Linked DNA regions of Mus musculus: regions 1 and 2 are each linked to region 3. The links are chromatin contacts, called in public HiChIP or PLAC-seq and Micro-C maps. All regions are on one chromosome and are shown on one strand. Each heading gives the region's core, a stretch centred on a gene start, on an enhancer-like site or on the middle of the called end of the contact. The rest is flanking DNA. Distances are from core to core; before and after follow the strand shown. Region 1 overlaps Lemd3 (LEM domain containing 3). Region 2 holds the start of Xpot (exportin, tRNA (nuclear export receptor for tRNAs)). Region 3 holds the start of Gns (glucosamine (N-acetyl)-6-sulfatase).

What was found. A called contact is a pair of places that touch in the nucleus more often than the background predicts. HiChIP or PLAC-seq counts read pairs in DNA pulled down with a chosen protein or histone mark.
Region 1: a contact with region 3 is called in a Micro-C map of the G1E-ER4 cell line, with 4 times the contacts expected there. The contact joins the enhancer-like site here to the promoter of Gns in region 3. A contact is called at or near these places in 1 of 39 promoter capture datasets (HPC-7-derived erythroid cells), 1 of 484 Hi-C or Micro-C datasets (the G1E-ER4 cell line), 3 of 115 datasets of contacts at active chromatin or transcription factors (bone marrow-derived macrophages, embryonic stem cells and pro-B cells) and 1 of 9 other capture datasets (macrophages).
Region 2: an H3K27ac HiChIP or PLAC-seq map of microglia shows a contact between it and region 3, with 9 times the contacts expected there. The contact joins the promoter of Xpot here to the promoter of Gns in region 3. A contact is called at or near these places in 8 of 39 promoter capture datasets (the C10 cell line, cranial neural crest, erythroid cells and 3 more), 11 of 484 Hi-C or Micro-C datasets (CD4 T cells, CD8 T cells, the G1E-ER4 cell line and 5 more), 11 of 115 datasets of contacts at active chromatin or transcription factors (the 230-238 cell line, bone marrow-derived macrophages, embryonic stem cells and 8 more) and 4 of 9 other capture datasets (adipose tissue, liver, macrophages and 1 more).

Annotation. Positions count from the first base shown.
Region 1 is chr10:120,954,297-120,958,163 of GRCm38.p6, reverse strand. The region is part of intron 1 of Lemd3 (LEM domain containing 3); the gene reads left to right. It overlaps Gm50589 (a long non-coding RNA gene), which reads left to right. Exons shown (of 2, transcript XR_001779658.2): 1 at 1-490; 2 at 533-3,385. Among named protein-coding and RNA genes, the nearest start is that of Gm50589, 10 kb to the left of the region's middle. Within about 2 kb of position 2,488, at least 23 of the 459 cell types and tissues checked have an H3K27ac peak or open chromatin away from gene starts, as enhancers often do. A contact at or near this core is called in the G1E-ER4 cell line, where this site is marked.
Region 2 is chr10:121,624,984-121,628,547 of GRCm38.p6, reverse strand. Xpot (exportin, tRNA (nuclear export receptor for tRNAs)) reads left to right here and starts at 2,216. Exons shown (of 25, transcript NM_001081056.2): 1 at 2,216-2,443.
Region 3 is chr10:121,362,832-121,366,848 of GRCm38.p6, reverse strand. It overlaps Gns (glucosamine (N-acetyl)-6-sulfatase), which reads right to left and starts at 1,759. Exons shown (of 14, transcript NM_029364.4): 1 at 1,491-1,759. The coding sequence starts at 1,658. It overlaps Gm51786 (a long non-coding RNA gene), which reads right to left. Exons shown (of 3, transcript XR_003948972.1): 3 at 3,582-3,915.

The DNA.
Region 1 (3,867 bases), core at 1,239-3,738, 410 kb after region 3:
GTCATATGGGGTTATTTCTTCTTAAAACAGACAAATGAAAAACTAGACGTCCTGTAGACTAGGATATGTGAGCTGGAGAATGGGTCTCCCCCTTCCCTTTCTTTCATGAATCAACTATTTTAGATTTGTATTTCCAGGTTGGTAATGGCTTATGGCTAAAGGATCATTCATGTCTTAGGTAAAGATGGTAGAAGTGTTCCTCTGAACCCAGACCTTACAGGAATAGACTATAAGGAATTTTCTAAGTATACATCAAGAGCCTTTGTTATGGAATGAGCATATATTTAATAAGGCCAGGAATAATTGTCAAAATTTCAGGAAACAAGTGGGCAATTGCTGTTACAAAAGAATGTCCTGCCTTGCTCATTGTCCATATTTAGATCAGCTGATCAGCTGATGGTGAGACTCAGAAGCACTTGCCACACAGGTGCAGTGCTCCTCCACACAGGTGCAGTGCTCCTCCACACAGGTGCAGTGCTCCTCCACACAGGTGCAGTGCTCCTCCACACAGGTGCAGTGCTCCTCCACACAGGTGCAGTGTTCCTCCACACAGGTGCAGTGCTCCTCAGCTGTTGGAGACATTCCCTCCTCCCGCTCCCTCCTCTTCCGTAGAATCAGGCTGTTTAATCCACTAATGTTAGAGGTGGATTTGCACATTTGAGTGTATATATGTATATGTGTGTGTGTGTGTGTGTGTGTGCGTGTGTGTGTATGTGTGTATATATATATATATTTGGTAATTTACATAGTTGCATTTTACTGCTTAGATGACTTGAATTTTTCTTAGGACCTAGTTTAAGGTCATAGAGTGGTGTGGGTTTTGTCGTGTGTGTGTGTGTGTGTGTGTTTTCTTTTGGCTTTTCAAGACAGGGTTTCTCCATGTAGCCCTGGCTAGCTTCAAACTCAGAGCCCCCTTTGTCTGCCTCCTGAGTGCTAGGATTAAAGGTGGGCACTGCCATGCCCGGGCTAGTTCACAGAGCTTTAGAACTGAAAAAGGCTGCTCTTGAAAGCCCCCGTCTAGAGGGAGAGTTTGACCTGTAAAATGAACCGAGAGGAGGGCTTATCTTTATTCTTAACTCCTGTAACTAAGCGGACAAGAGGCCTAGAGCTGATACTTGTTTGCGAATGTGTTGCTTTGCAAGATAAAGCTACGTGGTCGTCACAGCACTAAACTGAGGAGTTATAGGTTCTAGGAACTCAGAAAAGCAGTCTTGAGAGCTGGTGCTTTTGAGCTGAGCAGGATAGTCCCGAGCCACACTACTCATGCATCTATCTCCTTGTGTGTAGTTGAGAACTGGTTTTGAGAGGTTCTCCTTACCTAAGAACCTACAGTGTATCTCCAGCAGCAGTCTTCTAGCCATTTATCTGTTGGTTTTGATGTGTTCTATTATAAGGTGTTAAAGCTTAGTTACTCAACGTCTGAAAGTGCAAGGGAAAAATGCTCTTTGGTTTTTAAGAAATAGAAAATACCTTAGTTTTTATGGTTTTTATAATGAGAAAGTATATAGCCTTTGGAGTCAGACATAAATAGATTTTAATTTTGTTGGGAATTCCATTAACAAAATTTATGCACATTTATATCAAGGAGGTAACTTAACTTTTTATGGGTCAATGTCTCACTCAGAACAAAATGTAGTAATATATTCTCTAAAATAGTGGTGTTGTATTAATTGAGGCACTTTAAAATGTGTGTCAACAAGCTAGCTCCCAGTACAGGAGTGCTGCAGCAATTGCTGTCCCTTGAAAGGGCTGCACAGTGGTCAGGAGATTGGACCTCTCTGATATCAGAGAGACGAGCCTTCAGCCTGTCTGTTCTTTATGTCTTTAGCACCACACTTCTCCAGGTGTTGAGGGAAAGAAAGAAACACCTCCTAGTTACATCAGACTGTCTGGTTGTGAAGGTACTAAGACTACTCAGGGTCAGAGACGAGGAGAGTCGTCGTGAGCTACAGAACTTCCACATCCTTTGTGCTTGTAGCTGCAGACTTGACTCTCAGAGCGGAAAGAAAGCAGAGAACATAGAGAATGACAATTACCAGGAGAAGCAAATGTCTAGAATTTTCCTGGGAGAAATACATTTCTGTGTACTGTGATTTACTTTAGTTCAAGATGCATAGAATAGAAAGATATGAGTGCATCCTGTGACACTGATTGAGAGAAGCATTCGATAGATATACAACTGCCGATTTGTCTGGTCTTGTAAGTAGATACTTAGTCACTAAATGCTTAGGGCTCTTAGACTTTCTCCTTATTACAAGTGCTGTTCTTTAAAAATGTGAAGTGGATAACTAACGCTTCTAGTTTTCTCAGGTTTCTACCTTGGAGTAAAATATGAAAAACATGTTTAAGATCCCACTTGCCGACTTCCTTAATTGATCTTACAGTCTCAGTCGCTTACTGCTTGCTGTCTGTTCCACTGTAGGGTATTCTAACTGCACTGGCTTACTTCATTCCAGGACTGACACACCAAACATGTAACTACCTTCCAGCCTTTGTGTTCTTGGCTGGTCTTTCTGTGACTAACCTTCACATTTTAGAGAGTCATATGGCATGTTCTTCCAGGAGTCTATTGAAATGCTATTGGCGGGGAGGGGTTTCTCTGATTATCTTACTAAAAATAGCTTCTTTCACAATCAAGCCCTATTGTTTCCATCTGAAATACTGAGGCCTATCTGGCATGTATGGATTTTTAGCATTAACTTGTTTATTGTTTCTTTGAATCTCTGTAGAAGATAAGTGCCAGGAGGGCAGGGGTCTTGGGTTCCTCCAGCTGTCAGTGTGACATCACAAACCTAGACAGAGTTGGGGAGAAGGACTCTCAGGGAAGAGTTGCCTCTATAAGAGTGTCCTGTGGGCATGTCTGCTGGGCCAGTTTCTTGATCGCCCACTAGAACGGTGCCCTGAGGAGTGGGGTTGGGCTGTGTATAGGAGATGTAGTTTGAGTAAGCCTGTGAGCAGGAGTCCTTCATGATCTCTGCTTCAGGTCCTGCCTCCACAGCCTGGGGCTAAAGGATGGACAGACAGAACCTGTAAGCCAGTAAAGCCTCCCCAGGCTGCTGTGGTCAGTCTCTTATCACAGCTATAGAAAGTAAACGAGGGCAAACACGTGTAGTCACTCGGTGCCCAGACTCGCGTTGCCCAGCGTGCAGCACCCAGTCTCTTCCCTGGCACTGTGGCCCCATGGAGTCCTTTCAGCCATCAGTGTATTTGCTTAAGAGTAGCACATACTTTATAGTATCCTGACTTATAACCTGTTCATAGTAAATATGTGCTTAGGAAAACATAATGGTTGGTAAATGTTCAGGTTAAAAACTAGAAAAAGTTTATATTTGTTGAAAGCTTTGACAAAACTAATTATATTTTTGAAATTGGTAACGGAAGTTTAGAGAAGGAAAATAAAAAATGTACCATCTTAAATTTATAAGCTAAAATTTAGGAAACCACTGGGAGATTTTGAAGATCAAATTACACATTTTAGGAATTTGATTTATAGTCATTAATGTAGTTTAAAGGAAAGATAAGTCAAAGTACTAAGGCTCTACACAAGAAGAGTTTGGTATCTGAAACTTGAAATGACCCGGAGAGGTCCACGGTTATAGAAGAGGAAGTGGCTGAACTGGGAGAATCCGAGAAAAGGCCGTGGTGTGAGCCCCAGAGAAGCATAGGGAGAAGACAGCAGTGTGGAGGGAGCCGCAGCTGCCTGGGCCTTTAGGGGATGGGAACCACTCTGCGAATGCCTGGCATTGCTGCAGGGGGTAAGAGTGAGGACTGTAGCTCCCTCAGGTCTTCTGAAAGAAGAGACCAACTAAGAAAAAAAGAAAGAGAGAGAGAGAGAGAGAGAGAGAGAGAGAGAGAGAGAGAGAGAGA
Region 2 (3,564 bases), core at 967-3,466, 260 kb before region 3:
TTGTTCTTAGGACCTTGGGAAGAGGGGTAGACTTGAAGATTGCCCTGGGAAGGAGTTTTAGTAACATAAGTGAGTAAGGGTAGCTGCTAAGAGGTAACATCAGTTTTTATTCTACTTCCATTCCCTCCTCACTCTGTCCGATCTGCTGGCAAGTTTTGTTAGCTCTTTGTGGTCTGGGCATTGAAGCTAGGGTGGTGGGTGCGAGGTAAGCACACTATCACTGAGCTATATCCCTAGACCTCGTCATTCACTTTTAAAGAGAGGATATAGCTATTGTGCCCTGGCTGGCCTTGAAGTTGAGATCCTCCTGCCTCAGCTTCTGAAGCAGCTTGGATCACAGGCTTGTAGAACAGGTCTGGCTTATTCTTAGTGGGAGCTAGAGGCAAGGCTTTGACTACATTGAACATGTACACTGAGCATGTACTGAATAAGATATTAGGTGTATTGGCACACACCATTAGTCTCAGTACTTGTGAGGGAGACAGAGGTAGGGGGATCTTGGTAAGTTCAAGGCTAGCCTGGTCTATATAGTGAGTTCTGGAACAGCCAGAGTTTACTGTAGAATACTGTTTCTAAGAAACGAAAGGAAATCTACACGTTGGGTGCACTGCATTGTTTTCATGATAAACTCTTTAAACTCGGGAAGTAAACAATTCAAAGATCCCCCCCAAACTAACCAGATTAACAATACCATCCCCTCCCTCATGCTATACACTCTTGGACAAGCTGAATTGCTGGAACCTGTCCTACCTGCTGTCTTCGGGGAGGCTGCTGTCTTTATATCATTTCTGCTCCTGTAAGAAAGTCACCCCAGTAAAAGCCATTGGTTCACCAAGCTTGACTTTCGTGGTATCCTCACTTTAGTCTGTCATCAGTACCGAATCTGGGTATCTATCTGCAGTGAACAGATGTTTGTCCATGTATCCCCAGAGATAGTGTCACTTATGATAAGTCTAACACGTGTATCAAACTTAATTCATGAAATAGTCAGACCTGGTGACAACCTGGAACTCCAGCACTCTGGAATCTGAAGCAAGAGAACAGTGAAGGCCAGCAAGTTTCAGGCTAACCAGAGCTACATAGTGAGCCTCTCTCTGCCTCTAAATAAAATTAACCAAACCTTACCCTCTGAGGCTGGTACTGTCCCACTCTACATAAAATGAGTAAACTGAGATGGACTTTAACACTCATGATGCCAACAATAATGGAGGTGCAGCCTTAGGATTTAGGTAAGGTTGCTGGAGCTTATACTGCGCCCACACAGTAATAATAGCACGGGATCAAAGAAACAAAGCGAACGGAAGCACGGGACTTGTACGTATGTTTTCCCTCTCTCTTTTCTTTTTTTCTTTTTTTGAGACTGTGTTTCTCTCTGTAGTCCTGGCACTCGCTCTGTAGATGTGGCTACCTCTGCCTCCTCAGTGTTGGGATGAATGGTAATCGCCACCATCACCGGGGACTGCTTTCGGTTTTCTTTTTTTCTTTCTATCTTTTTTTGTAGGCAAATTTAGTAATATTTAAACTGGGCGTGGTGGTTCATGCCAGTAATTCCAGAATTTGTAAAGTTTAGGCCAGCTTGGGAAAAATGAGTGAAAACCAGCCTGGGTTATGGAGTGTGATCTTGCCTCAAAAGCAAAACAAGTAAATAAAAATACAGCGGATTTTTTTTTTTTTTAAAGAGTCCTTAAGCGTCTGGACTCTTGACACGTGGAACCGCTGGAAAGGAATTCAGCAACTGACTCAACACGTGGTTTCAACCACGTCCACTTTTCCGATCTCAGGATCTCCGCACTGCCACCTGACCAGACCCTTCTGGAGGGAGTGGAGAGTTACTAATTCACGCCGACGCTCAAAGCAGAGCGCAACGTGGCCGGTCTTCTAAAAGCTTAGAGGACCTCAGTAACCTGTAGCTAGGAGGGCGGTGTGCACTCTCCCAGCATGCACCACAGGCCCGCCGGCCACGCCCCCTGCGAGCTCCAGGGAGCACGTGCGCGGTCCTCCTCTCGGAAGCGTCCCATGCGCTTTGCACGCTGGGAGTTGTAGTCCCCCGGGCCCAGCCTGCTGGCGGCCGTCTGCACTCTACTTCCATGAGGCTGCTGCTAGCGCGGGTCCGCGCGGTACGACGCGGGGGGCGTGCCTCGCGCTGACTCAGCGGCGGCGTTAGCGGGACCCTGCGCAGTTTTCCTTCCAGGGCCGCCGACTCCGCCCGCCGGCTTGCCAACCTGCCCTCCCCGCTCCGCGCCACGCAAGAGAAGGCGCCCGGGGAACGCCGAGCGCCGAGAGGAGCGCGGCCCGGGCCGGCTCCGGCGCTAGCGCTGCGGCTGTATTGGAGGACTACAGCGACAAGGACGTGGGCCGCTCTCCGTGCTCCCTGCGTACGGCCCGCTCCTTGCGGCTGGCCGACCCTCGGGAGTGCAGGCGAGGAAGAGATATTGGAGTGATGGTGACTGGAGGCGTAGGGCGGCGGGCCGGGGACCCTACGTGGCCGGGCGAGCCGGACTTGGGGTTGGGGACGATCGGTGGCGGCCGCGTCCCTAGTGCGTGGCTGCCGGTTGCCGGGTGTTTCATCACCCGAGTGGCCACGAGGCTTCGCTCTGGGAGGGATCCGGGCGAAGGATAGGGGGCGAGGCCGGCCTAGGAGGCTGCCCCCCAACCCCATTTGTGATAGTTTTAGAGTGCGTCCCACCAGTTTGAGCTGTAGGGACCTCAAAGTTGATCCGCTTCCCACCCCGGGACAAATAGGAGAGAAAGTGTTATTTCTGCGTAGTAATTTGCCAGCAGGGACAGCCTTTTCCCCTTTTTGCTTCTTTACAGTCTTGCAGCCACGGAAAAGCTTGATGTTCCCTGTAACCTGAAAAACGAGTACTTTTTGGAAGCCTTAATTAGTTGTTACTGGGGGAAGTTACGTTGTATTAAAGCGACTTGTCAACTTGATGTTAAAAGGCTGGAAAGATTCAGTCGGTCTCAAACAGGCTTAAGTAGGTGTGGAGGAATTTTCCACATTGTTTGATTATTCTTGACTTAATGGCTGAGGGAAAAATTAAGGCTTCCAATTTTACATGTTTTTTTTTCGCTCCCCCCACCCCCACATCCACCTTTGCAGGTAGTATAAGATGTTTACCATATTGTAACAATGTTTAAGCCTGCAAGGCTCTGCATCGGTAGGTCAGAAAGCTAAGCTTCCTTTGCCGGTCTTTATTAGGCAATCGTTACCTTTTAACCCTGTGTTTTATTCACAGATAGGTGGTTTACCATCTCATTTTATTTTGGTTTGATGTTTTTTTCCGATTGTGTAGAGGGCGAAGGTTTGTGAGGGATTCCTCACTATGGAACAAGTTTGCTGAGGATTTTTTTTGTTGGTGTTGAGCATGTGCTCGGCTGGGCCTCTTATTTATCTTTTTTCCTCTTGTCAAGATTAGCGTGAAATGACAAAACGCTTAAGCAGTTTTTTTCCCAAAGCAATGGATAATTTAAAGGAACTCTAGTGGATTTCTCAATCAGGGGTTTACAGACAGTCTTACACCGACTTTTCTCTCTGAGCATTTTTAGCAGGAATACTACTTT
Region 3 (4,017 bases), core at 510-3,009:
CAACAGCTGTGCTAAGTGACAGTCACTAAGCTGGGGCACCTTATATGTAAGTAGTGGATTTTGTTTCCAACAGCAGTATTAAGGCTGACCTGTTGAGTACTCTGGGAGAGACAGCATTTTTTTTTTTTTCCTGAACAAAATACTTTTTTTTTTTTGAAATCCCAGCACCGGTGAAACAGAAGATGGATCTCTGTGAGTTCAAGGCTAGCCGCGGCTATACAGTGAGACCCTGTCTCAAAACGAAACAAAACACAACCAAACAAACGAAATAAAGCAAAGAGAAAGAGAAAGAAAGAGAAGAGAGCTATGGGAACTGTTGGAGGGAGGGATAATAAAACCTAAGAGGGAATTAAGTCAAGACTTTTGGTACAGGGGGTGGGGGCTCGCTCTGAGAGAGAACTGGCTTAGCAGGCCCTCCAGCAGGGTGGGAGGGGAGAAGAGATTCAACATCCTTATGGCTCAGGGGATACCACAACAGCAACAAGGCGATGAATGGGATCTATGTAGATATAGAGAAGGGCCAAGGGGATTGGTAACAGAACACCATCTAGAAAAAGACAGTTCGCGGAAGGCAAAGTGTTACTGCCCAGCCCAGAAATACACAGGCTCTGCTAACCATTATCACATGTGACACGTGGAAAACCAAAATGTTGGCTCACTAGACTCATTTCACAACTCACTGATCAGCTGGGACCAGCAACTTGAAGGACATTGAGCCAGGGTTAATGACCACACAGGAAAAAGTAGGACCCTCCTGCTTAGAGGTTTCACAGCTACCGCAATCAGCTGAAAGCAGAAGGAGAACCGAAAGAGGGAGAGAGTCTCGACTTGTTTCTTTTTCCTTTTTAGTGAGAGCAATGCTGACCCAGGACGGAATACCATTGGAGGGTTGGTCCTAATCTGCCTCCTCCCGCTCAGTGCTTTGGGCAAATCCCTAGAGCACCAATGGATGGAGATTGGCGTTCATGTTCCCAAAGGTCAAATTCCGGAACCTCGAAAGAGCAGAAGTGACTGGGAAGGAAATGCAGTCTTCATGACTAACACCCATTAGACCTAAATTGGAGCCCTGACAGTAATGCCTCAGCCAACTGTTCGATTAGGCCAATTGATTTTGGTTTTGATGCTTCTTAAGCAAAAACACTCTCTGTCAATAACAGCTCGACAGCCTACAAACCCACTTTTATAGCCACCACAGAAGCACGGATGCCGACGTCCCAGGTCCTCCGTGAAGAGGGCTGACGTGGCCTCGGATCTCCCTAATCAATCACTGGCCTCCACAGGTTTGCCCTGAGCGGCGAGTGTCCACTGCAGCAGTAAGGTCCAGGCTGGAGGCACCGTGCGCACGGTGCGAGCCTGTGGGTGAGCTCGGGGGAGGAAGCCGGGTCCCATGACTCGTCCAAGCTCCCGGAGGGCCCGGAGTGACCGCGCACAGCCACCCACGGCCAAGCGGCCCAGCAAAGGGGCAAGGGGAGGGCGTGGACACGAGTTACCATGCCGCCGAGCTCCGCGTCCTGGTCGTCGGTGAGCAGCAGCAGCACGTTGGGCCTGCGAGCCGCCCCCACGAGCCCCAGGCAGCCTCCCAGCAGCGGCAGCAGCAGCAGCGCCGGCAGGCGGCGGGGACGGCCCGGCCGGGGCCCGGCTGCCGAAGGGAGCCGCATGGCGGCCAAGCTCCGCGGGGGAACCGAGAGCTGCGGAGAGACGCCGGTGAGCGCAGGAGACGGGGTCAGGCTTTCTCTCCCTAGGCGAGATCACGTGAGGCGGGGCAGGGGGCGGGGCGCGTCGTCACGTGACGGGCGGCCGTGGGCGGGGCCTGGGGAGCGGCGGAGAGCCCGGGCGCTGGGCAGGGCTGGACAGAGCTAGGACCGCGCGGAGCCTGGCCTCGCCACTGGTTAGGCCTGCTCCTGATGCTGCAGGAGGAAGGACAGAGCACCGGAGATGAAGACAGGAGTCAGTCCGCTCATCTTCCCTCCAGAGTGAAGCAGCGCACGTGCTGTGAACACAAGATCAGCTGCTGGTTAAAGTCCCGGCCAGTCCTGGGGTTAATGGACAGCTCTGCCTGTGTCCTTTGACTTTTCACCTGTCGAGGTGAAGTTCTCATTTGGCTCAGCTGTTGTTATTCCACTTTCCTCGGCTGGCATGTACTTTCAAACAATTTAGGAACGTCTTTACGACGCTAGGAGCTCTGGTCAACGTTTCAAGTTTTAATCACACTTTAATTTACATTTATTTTTGTGGGTTTTGCGTGCTCACGCACCTTCCGCGGCACGTGTGTGGAGGTCGGAGGGCATCTTGCGGGCGTCAGTGCTTTCTTTCTGTGGAGTGAGTGCAGGGGATCTAACTCAGGCCCTCAGGCTTGGCGGCAGGTGCCTTGGCATCTTGGCCAGTCCTACTTGGTGAGTTTTTGCAAGCCTTCTTGGAAACTTAGAAGTGCATGGCTCAGTGGTTACGAGTACTAACTGCTGCTCTTCCAGAGGTCCTGAGTTCAAATCCCAGCAACCACATGGTGGCTCACAACCATCTGTAATGACATCCGATGCCCTCTTCTGCTGTGTCTGAGGACAGCTACAGTGTACTTATAATAAATAAATAAATAAATAAATAAATAAATCTTAAAAAAGAAAAGAAGTGCACGACCAGTAGCAACACATCCTTTGTTGAATGAAACCTCAAAAAATATTTTAAGTTAGCTAAAAAGTTAAGTTGCTGTTAGGGATTCCTGCGAGGTCAATGCACGATATACCAAGTGAGCACTGTTCTATGCAGAACAAAAGAAGGTACAGCCATTTGCCAGTTGATTGTGTGTTGGACTCACACCTTTGCGATTTCTTTTTAAAAGATTTATGTGCATGAGTGTCTGTCTGCATGCATGTATGTGTACTATGCTTGCCTAGTTCCTGGGGAAGTCAACGAGAGCGTCTGACCCTTGGGACTGGAGTTACAAATGGTTGTGAGGCACCACGAGGGTTCCTGGGAGTTGACATGGGTCCTCTGCAAGAGTACCATGTGCTCTTAACCACTGAGACATCTGTCAGACAACTGGACACAGAACCTTCGAAAAGTATTTTTCTTTTTTTTATTTTACATCTAAAAATAAAGCAGATAGTTTATAATAACATACAGTATTGTACAATTAATATAATATACAATAAAAATGTATAGGATCTCTGTGACCTATGAGACACGACAATGTAGTCCACCACTCACAGGACTGGAGTTAGAAAAAGAAGAAATAATTTTTTAAATGAAATAATAGCTTCAAAACGTCTAAATTTTGAGAAAATAAGATCCAAGGAACTCAGCCTCGTGCAGAAAAATCAGAGACAGTTTTCCCCTAGCCATGATGGCAAATACTCGCAATTCCAGCTCTTAGGACACTGGGAGAAAGAGGATTATACGTTTGAGGCTAACCTGGGCTTAGGCTATAAGAACCTGTCTAAAGAAAAAGAGTCTCGCTGGGCAGTGGTGGCGCACGCCTTTAATCCCAGCACTTGGGAGGCAGAGACAGGAGGATTTCTGAGTTTGAGGCCAGCCTGGGCTACAGAGTGAGTTCAAGAACAGCCAGGGCTACACAGAGAGACCCTGTCTCGAAAAAAAAATTTAAAAAAAAGAAAAGAAAAGAAAAAGAGTCATAAAAACTTACAGCTAGCCACCTACTTCACTGTAAAAGGCTACATAAATGTTAGCTTTCGAGGATGGTAACAAGAATGTTCGCTCTCAATACCCTGTTCAGCGTTATGGTTGCGGTTGTAGCCGTACAGAAGGAAATCATTCAGGCAGCTCCTCAGATGGCCATAAGGACGTAGTTCAATGGGGGAGGGTGCTTACTTAGCCTGACAGGAGCTCTATGTTCAAGTCCAAGGATTGCATAAATCGAGCCTGGGAGCAACACATTCGATCCAGCTGTAATCCCAGCACCTAGGAGGCCGAGATAGGAGCGCCTGAAGCATAAGGTTTTCAGCTACTAAGCTAGTTTTAAGCCAGATTGGCAAATTAATTAACTAGTTAATTAAGGGCCCA